3 separate regions of the Sus scrofa genome follow, and all the other regions are linked to region 1. The links are chromatin contacts, called in public Hi-C and HiChIP or PLAC-seq maps. All regions are on one chromosome and are shown on one strand. Each heading gives the region's core, a stretch centred on a gene start, on an enhancer-like site or on the middle of the called end of the contact. The rest is flanking DNA. Distances are from core to core; before and after follow the strand shown. Region 1 has its middle 15 kb from the start of LPIN3. Region 2 has its middle 13 kb from the start of ZHX3. Region 3 overlaps CHD6 (chromodomain-helicase-DNA-binding protein 6).

What was found. A called contact is a pair of places that touch in the nucleus more often than the background predicts. HiChIP or PLAC-seq counts read pairs in DNA pulled down with a chosen protein or histone mark.
Region 2: a Hi-C map of skeletal muscle shows a contact between it and region 1, with 3 times the contacts expected there. The contact joins two enhancer-like sites. A contact is called at or near these places in 2 of 5 promoter capture datasets (fetal liver and liver), 10 of 47 Hi-C or Micro-C datasets (embryonic fibroblasts, fibroblasts, heart right ventricle and 6 more) and 2 of 2 datasets of contacts at active chromatin or transcription factors (alveolar macrophages and skeletal muscle).
Region 3: a contact with region 1 is called in an H3K27ac HiChIP or PLAC-seq map of skeletal muscle. The contact joins two enhancer-like sites. A contact is called at or near these places in 3 of 47 Hi-C or Micro-C datasets (heart right ventricle and skeletal muscle) and 1 of 2 datasets of contacts at active chromatin or transcription factors (skeletal muscle).

Annotation. Positions count from the first base shown.
Region 1 is chr17:43,977,474-43,980,349 of Sscrofa11.1, forward strand. No RefSeq gene overlaps it. Among named protein-coding and RNA genes, the nearest start is that of LPIN3, 15 kb to the right of the region's middle. Within about 2 kb of position 1,463, at least 35 of the 83 cell types and tissues checked have an H3K27ac peak or open chromatin away from gene starts, as enhancers often do. A contact at or near this core is called in alveolar macrophages, embryonic fibroblasts, liver and 2 more, where this site is marked.
Region 2 is chr17:43,870,633-43,873,508 of Sscrofa11.1, forward strand. It overlaps a transcript of ZHX3 not described here. Among named protein-coding and RNA genes, the nearest start is that of ZHX3, 13 kb to the left of the region's middle. Within about 2 kb of position 1,504, at least 23 of the 83 cell types and tissues checked have an H3K27ac peak or open chromatin away from gene starts, as enhancers often do. A contact at or near this core is called in alveolar macrophages, embryonic fibroblasts, liver and 2 more, where this site is marked.
Region 3 is chr17:44,053,637-44,056,512 of Sscrofa11.1, forward strand. CHD6 (chromodomain-helicase-DNA-binding protein 6) reads right to left here. Exons shown (of 37, transcript XM_021077872.1): 36 at 2,023-2,142. Among named protein-coding and RNA genes, the nearest start is that of EMILIN3, 42 kb to the left of the region's middle. Within about 2 kb of position 1,520, at least 21 of the 83 cell types and tissues checked have an H3K27ac peak or open chromatin away from gene starts, as enhancers often do. A contact at or near this core is called in skeletal muscle, where this site is marked.

The DNA.
Region 1 (2,876 bases), core at 213-2,712:
AGAAGCCACGATATGGTCTAACAGGTATGGGGGGAAATTTCCGGGGTTTCAGGTGCAATGGGGCGATGCAGTTTTTGCAAGATGCCCAATAACAAATTTAATTTAGTTTGGTATACGTTCTTTCAGATGTTTTCAGGGTACCTAAACATTTTTTTGTTTATTTCTGACCATGGAATCATGTTACACACGCTGCTGAACCTTTTTCTGACTTTACAGGTGTTCAACATCTGTTCATTTTAATATACACAAATCTACTTCATACTCTGCATCCATGGTTTACTAACTCATTTTTTTTTTATTTTTGGTCTTTTTGTCTTTTTAGGGCCACACCTGCAGCATATGGAGGTTCTCAGGCTAGGGGTCGAGTTGGAGCTACAGCTGCCGGCCACAGCCACAGCAACTCGAGATCTGAGCCACATCTGCAACCTACACCACAACTCACAGTAGCACCAGATCCTTAACCCACTGAGCAAGGCCAGGGATTGAACCCATGTCCTCATGGATCTTAGTCGGGTTCATTAACTGCTGAGCTAGGAAGTGAACTGCCTAACTCATTTCTTTAGCACTCTGCCTCCTATTCACCTATGCCATGAACAAGGCTATCATAAATAACCTCCTTACCTCTGTATATATCTGAGCAAACTTTTCTTTTTTCTTTTTTTTTTGTTTTTTTGTTTGTTTTTTTTTTGTTTGTTTGTTTGTTTTTTTTTTTTTTTTGCTTTTTAGGGCCACACTTGCAGCATATGGAAGCTCCCAGGCTAGGGGTCAAATCAGAGCTACAGTTGATAGCCACAGCCTCAGCCACAGCCACATAGGATCTGAGCTGCTTCTGTGACCTACACCACAGCTCACAGAAAGGCTGGATCCTTAACCCACGGATCGAGGCCAGGGATGGAACCCACATCCTCATGGATACTAGTCAGGCTTGTTACTGCTGAGCCACAATGGGAACTCCTGAGCAAACTTTCTTTAAAACACATTTCAAGGAGTAAGACTGCTAACTATGTGCCCCCTACACATTTTACTGAAAACTGCCTGCTTATTTTGCTTATTTTACAAAGGGGTTGAGCAAGCTTCCATTCCTGCCAACTGGGCATGAGAGTTCCCAGTCTCTGCACTTGGATTTCTGACCCTTCACACTGCATCAGACAGAGGGCATGGATATCAATTCCTGGTGCCCCCCCCCATCCTCTGCCACTCAGTTTGGTACTGACTTCATGGTTGCCGACAAATAATTTTTCAGACTGTGACACATGGCTGTGGCCATTCCCTAGTGTTTAACAGATGGAATTTCTATTTTCACTTGTGTTTTAAATCATGTTTTGGGGAGAGGTGCAGGTGAGAGATGGGAGCTCTGTGGCCTGTCTTTCCACGTCACTCCCAGGCAGCCTTCAAAGGTCCCACCTACGTGGAGGAACCAGGCTCCTGTGCTTGGGCCAGTGTTTTAAGCTGCAAGGAATGTGGTGACTCAGCTGGTCGCCCAGGGACACCTCGCTGAACAAGGCCGAGGGAAGGAAGTCATTACACAGACAGCTGTGTTGTAAAAAACAAAAATACTCCACACACCAGGCTTTACAAAGCAGTGTGGCTGTGTCCATGACTCAACAGGACTGCTTCTGCTACATGGTCCCCAGCTCGTGATACGTGGCACCCAGCTCGTGATACATGCCCTCCCCAGTTCAGAATACGTGGCACGCAGTTCAGAATACGTGGCCTCCAGTTCAGAGTATGTGGCACGCAGCCCTCACTGCTGGCTGCTCCTCAAACTGCTTGAAAATCGGACTGGGCGGGGACCCCAGGAAAATCCGTGACTATCTTCTCCCTTCCACCCTCTCCCATGGCTTCCCTCATCATCTCTTTTCTCCTCGCTCATTCCTCTTTAATTTTCTACCTTTTAAAGACATTGTGGAGTTCCCATTGTGGCTTAGCAGTAACAAACCTGACTAGTATCCATGAGGACACGGGTTCGATCCCTGGCCCTCCTCAGCGGGTTAAGGATCCAGCGTTGCCATTAGCTGTGGTGTAGGTCACAGATACAGCTTGGACCTAGCATTGCTGTGGCTGTGATGTAGGCCAGGAGCTGCAGCTCCAATTAGACTCCTAGTCTGGGAACTCCCAAATGCTGCCGGTGCAGCCCTAAAAAATAAATAAATAAACAAATAAAGACACTGAAAAATCTGGAGTTCCTATTCTGGCTCAGCGGGTTAAGAACCTGGCTAGTATCCATGAAAATGTGGGTTCAGTCACTGGACTTGCTCAGTGAGTTAAGGACACGGCCTTGCCACAAGCTTCAGCATAGGTCACAAATGCGGCTCAGATGGCATTGCTGTGACTGCAGCATAGGTTGGCAGCTGCAGCTCCATTTCAACCCCTAGCCTGTAAACTTCCACATGCTGCAGGTTCAGCCATTAAAAAAAAAAAAAAAAAAAAAAAAAAGTAAAGACATTGAAAAATCAGAGTACCAATGGTGGCTCAATGGAAACAAACCTGATTAGCATCCATGAAGACACAGGTTCAATCCCCAGCCTCACTCAGTGGGTTAAGGATCTGGTGTTGCTATGAGCTGTGGTGATGGTTGCAGACAAGGCTTGGGTCTTGCATTGCTGTGGCTGTGGCGTAGGCCAGTGGCTACAGCTCTGATTTGATCTCTAGCCTGGGAACCTCCATATGCTGCGGGTGTGGTCCTAAAAAGACAGAAAAAAAAAAGACATTGAAAAATCTGGAATTTAGTATTTCACACCAATGGGAGACAAGGCAGAGACAGAGCAAGACCCAAACACACACACCCCCCCAACCCAGGAAGGCCCTATTGAGTCAGGTAGGTACTGGCAACAAGTCCTATCATCTGCATAGGGAACAGGGCACTGGAGAGAGAG
Region 2 (2,876 bases), core at 254-2,753, 110 kb before region 1:
AATGGATTTGACCATTTCGTTGGACCTTTGACATCCTGAAATTCATAAGGGCGCAATTTGAGGCAGAATCCTTGGAAATTTGGAGTTTTCACCCTTGAAAATAGTCCTAGTTACAAACATCCTAAAAATTATATATTTGTATGAAGTTGCACACAATAGCTGAAGAAAATTAGTGAATTCCATACCTTGGAAGTGTCAAAAAGTTGTATGGGGGCTAGATGTACAAACAAAACAACACCCAGCAGGTTCTTATTGTGAACTCAGTCCAAGCTATAAATGAAAGAATATGCAAATACCTTTTAGATTACTGTTTGGCACGAATCGAGTGATCCCAGTGGTGGCAGTGGCTCGTACTGTGAACCACTGCCATAAACTCTGAATTAAACCACTGAGTTCCATCTCAAGAAGACTTCTGAAGTATAAGATAATACCACACATGGATCAATTTGCACTGATGGCGCCACTGCTATGCTAGAAAGTCTGAGAAAATTCCATGACCAGCCAGGAAACTGGATTCACTTCAATTCTCTCTCAAAGCACTTTTATCTCTCCTGATCCATTCCAATAGCCTCCAGAGATGGTTATTACTGCCCCTTCCCCCACAGCATTGAAGGGCTATCAGCAAAAAAGAGGAGGTGACAGACCAAAGTCACACGCAGATTTGTACATGAGCCTGATGTTCTGACTCTTTAACTCTCCTGTTCTTTTTTAGGCCACATTCACTCTGAATACCAAATGAATAATAAACCCACTACCTTTAATTATTTTACATTATTTTTATTATATATTTTTTCTTTTTACGGCTACACCTTCAACATATGGAAGTTCCCAGGCTAGGGGTCAAATAGGAGCTGCAGCTGCTGGCCTACACCAGAGCCACAGCTATACCAGATCTGAGCCACGTCTGCAACTCATGCTGCAGCTTGCAGCAACACTGGTTCCTTGACCCACTGAGCAAAGCCAGGAATTGAACCTGTATCCTCATGGAGACTACATCAGGTTTTTAACCAGCTGAGCCACAATGGGAACTCCTATTTACATTATTAATTACATAATTTTGAGCCTTCTTATGAGGGCTCTAAGATTTTTACAAGCTGAATCTGTCCAGTGTTGTAATTTTTAAAAATTAGGACAGCTAGACAGGGCTACCATGAGCCTACTCTCGTGTATGACTAGAGAACTCTGTCACAGTGGGCCTAACTAATTTGACTGAAGTTAGTCAGCAGGAATCTACAACAAAAAGAACACAAGAGAGACTGTCCATCTTCAGGAATGTGTGTGGGCAGGACCTTGGCAGCCCAGAAGATCTGCTGGCTGGAATTGTCAGATTTCTGCTGAAACAAAAGAACTGAAGTCTGTTTTTATGCCCTAGTACTCAAGTGTCAAAGCCACATTAAGCCCGGAACTGGCCTAATTTCTCTCTCTGGCTACTTAAGGGTCACAATACTTTCTGCATTTAGTAATCACCATCCAGCAGAGGGCTCAGGGCCAGAGCTCTGCACTTACTTCCCCCAACAAACAGTTCCTGTTTCTGTCAAGTCACCAACAGAAACGGCCAGCTCCCCTCAGGTGTTATCACCTCTGCAGCAAATAGGAATTCATTCTTTCTCAAACTCAGAAAGGCGATGATGATAAAAAATACAGTGGCCTCCGAATTAAAGGGACTTCAGAGACGACATATTTCAATTGCTCATCTTTGCATGAATCATCTTGTAAGTATCACTACTGTGGTCAGGATGGCTAACCACCCAGTCCTATCAGGTGGTTAGTCTAGTCTGCGCTTGAATATCTCCATCGACCCAGAGGTCAGCACCTACTGGGGTTAGAAAGATGTTAGAAATGATTCCTCGTAGTAATAAGCACCTCCCAAGTTGCCTTCTTGAAGCTTTCACTCACTAAATTGATTTTGTCACTCAAAAATCTTTGAGAACTTACAATGTTCTCAGGACTCTGTGCTAGGAACTGGGTATATAAGGATTTTTGAAAAGACGCCATTGCTGTATGAAGAAGCCAGTCGTTCTCTGTGGTTATTAGGCTATTCACCTGTGGTCCGGGGCTTGCTTGCTTTCTGAACACACTGGATTTCCCTGCCCACCTGCAGATGGGTGTAAACAATGAAATGTAAGCAAACGTGTCCTCTCTAGGGGAAGCTTCAAGAGAAAGTGCATGCTTTGTTTCGCTGTTTGCTCTCTGGCCAGCAAACGGCAATGCTTTGGGTCGTGCAAGGACCTGGAGGTGGGAATGTGCCTGGCCTGTTCAAAGAACAGCTGAGTGGGAGTCAAGACAGGGTCAAGGTGGTGAGGGCTGTGCAGAGCCATGTGGACGACTTGGGTTTCTCTGAGATGGGCAGTGCCCGAGAGGACTTGGAGCAAAGGGCTGACGTGATCCGACTTGTGTCCCACAGGACACCTGCTGGCTGTGCTGAGAACAGACTGAGGGAAAAACAAGAGGAAAGCAGGAAACCTGTCCGGAGGGTATGGCAGCAGTCCAGGCAAGAGATGACAATGGCCCGGACCAGGACGGTAGAGATGGAGGTTAAGGAGATGCGGCTGGACTCTGGACACATTTTGAAAGGAGAGCTGCGTGTGAACATCGTACTCACAGGAATCAAGGATGACTCCCAGGTTTTTGATCTAAGCAACAGGAAGGCTGGTGTTGCCGTCAACCAAGATAGGAAGCTCATTGCGAAAAGCCAAAGCCAATCTGTGCTGAGACTGGAAAGTCCCTTTCCAGGTGAAAAACTGGATTAAGCTGGTTTGGTCATAGGATTTCAGAGGACCAATGGGTCAGGCTGCTAATGAGCAGGGAGGCTGTGCAAGGCCAGTGTTCCCAGGGAAAAGACTCTGATCTCTGCTAAAATCTGCTCAAACCCACAG
Region 3 (2,876 bases), core at 270-2,769, 76 kb after region 1:
TGGTTATGTGGGAAAACATTCTCAGGAGTCACAGCTGAAGTACTTCTGTAGGGATGACACGACACCTCTGCAACTCACCGCCAAATGGCTAAGAAACAAGCCCCCCAAACACCCCACACCCAAGTACATAAAACAAATCTAATTTCACACATAACATACATGAGGCATGTGTGTGTGCATACACACACTTAATAATGAGCAACCACATGTCCTGGGCCTTCTTAAAGCTGAATCCCTGAGCCTGACTGTGGCCTGTGCGATGCTAAGTCTCTGGGACTTGCCAGCCGAGCTCCAGCGCACACATGCAGAAGGGGCTGAAGGAAGGCAGAAGTTCCTTGTGGGATCCGGATGTGTTTCTAGAAGAAATGCTAGGGTCTCTAAGAGAGACAAGGAGTGCAGCACACCTCAGAGGCTCTGGTCCTGGGGGGGGTGGGGGTGGAGGGACCTTGGGAGACACGGCTGAGGGGACGCGGGAAGGCTGCACAGTCCCGAGGACCAGGAGGACAAGCGGTTCCATGCCTTCCCAAGGCAGGGCTTCTTGTTGTTGTGTTTACTTAACAAAGGAGGGAAAGCCCAGCTCTGGTAAGAAGCTGGCTTGCGAGAACAGCTCACAAATGAGTTTTCTGGCAAAGGATCAGCATCTCTGGGGGGAGGGGGTGATGAACGTTAATTTCTAGAGAGTGTGAGGGAAATTGTTCGAGGTGTTGTAAGAAATGGGAAGCCAAGGGGGAAACCCTGTGGTTTTTCTGACAAGTCACTACACCAAGAGCTCAGAGACTCAACCAAGTAAGAACTGGAGGGCTCTCCTGGACGACCAGCGTGACCCTGTGTGCTATGACAAAGGGACAGCGCGGGCAGGCCATGTGCAGGGGCCAAGACAGAGTGATGGGAACCAATGTGCAACCAGCCTGGACTGTGTAACTGCGTCTGAGGGCGGTGGTGGTGTGTTGCGGAGAATAAAGCAAGAGAGGACAGCTTTTCCATCACGCCAAACTTTCTCAAAAGTAGCCCGGCTCCACCTCCGTCCCTGAGTGGCTGCAGCAGTACGAGGGCGGTCATGTTTGCCGAGCTGCTAGAAGAGCAATCCTCCAGGGGCCAAATCAGAAACAAGCTCCTTGAGAACATTAAGTAACAACTTCTTTCTGCCCAAGGAGGAAATGACTAGGGTGGGTGGTCTCTTGGAGCTAAAAAAAGAAACCGCATCCAGGAAATCCCACCAAGGAGGGAGTTCATACCCAGGAAAGCTGGAGCTGGCAGAGGACTGAGGAAGGAGTTCAGGACAGCCAGCGAGCTTCAAGGACAACCCAGGAAGGGCAGATCCCCACGAGGCTCTTTAGAAGCACCCTATTTGGGCAGAAGGCACTTCAAGGAGGTTAAAAGCACATTTGTGTATCATTTGCCCAAGCTCAACACATTTTCTGGTTGAAATGTTATTACCGCCCCCTAGAGGTTGTGAGTTTTCTAGTCCAAATTTGTAGTCATCTGTAAACTATAATTAACTCAGATTCCTTCTACTACAAGTATCTGCAGATGTCTTTGAAGTCTCTTCCAGGCTCATGATTCTATAATAGGAAAAGGGCAGTGCTTGGAGTCAGCTGTTTTTCATTGCCAGCGAGGACAGACTAGGAGGAAATGTCTTAAATGGTAGCCAGAGAAACTTAGGTTGGAAAATGAAAATTTCCAATAGCACAGTTTGTAAAACACTGGAAACAGACTCCTGATAAGAGTTAAAGGTAATTTTCCCTGAACTCTCTAAAATTGCGGGGGGGAAGGGGCAGGGGATTAAGCTTTGAGGATGGTTTAAGTACAACTTAAACCAAAAGTTTCAGAGGTAAAGACTGAACATAAATGTCACAGAAGTCACACTGCTGGTCAGAACACCCATCACCCCTCATCACTACTTGGCAGCCTCCCGTGCTGCCCCTGCCCTCTCAGGAAGAAGGCTGCGCAGCTACCTCCCTCCCCCGCCCCAGCCGGAGCTGCTGCAAGGCTGGGGTCCAGCCGGTTGTCCCTGTTCCTTACCCTCAGGCCTGGCTCCTTGGGGACAGCAGGAACCCTTTCTTCCCCGCTCAGGCAGCTGACGTCTAACTTTCCAGGTTCCTTACAGCGTGGCCTCCTCTGCTTTGGTTTGTCTGAAAAATTCTAGGAGGTAAATGGAAACCAACATTACAAGAACATTCTGCCTCTGATTCTTCTGATGAGGACAGTGCCTTTCAGTCGCTTCTGCTGTTCTCTCATTCACGGCCCTCTGCACAGGACCCATCGGGTTAGGCTGAAGGAAACAGCCACCCGGCCCTCACCTAGGCTCTCTCCTTGAAGCAAGCTGGAGAACAGGCCTCCGGTGGGGGCCTCCCGGCCCTCCAGCCTAGCCTAGAGCGCCTGGCTGACCCACCAGTGTCTCTGGGTACAGCTTAATCCCTAGCCCTCCCCTCTGAATCATTCTCTTCACTGCTACCTCCCTGGTGGGTTTCGTCTGTCTTTGGAGGCTGTGCCTCTGTGAATGCGTTCTCCTTTTCTGGTGGGCTTTCCACCTCCTTATCTTACTAATGAGATGAACCCAGGACAAAGATGGTGGTGGAGTGGACAAGCAAATGAGAAAAGAAAAACGAGAAGACTCCAGTGCTCAGATTCCTCATCTGCAGAGGCGGTAAAAGGAGTTGAGGAAAAATCCCAAAGCAGTAACTAGAACTAACATACCACCATTAACTTGAAGGAATATACAGGAACGTTTTCATGAAGTGGCAGCACTTACGCAACCCAAAGAATTCTCTGTGAGCTTATGGATGTGGTAATTCTGGAGGGAAGAGAGGTCTGAGCTTAGGCAAGTTCTATCGTCTTAAGATGTTGCATGTCTACTTTCTGGCACAGCATTTCTG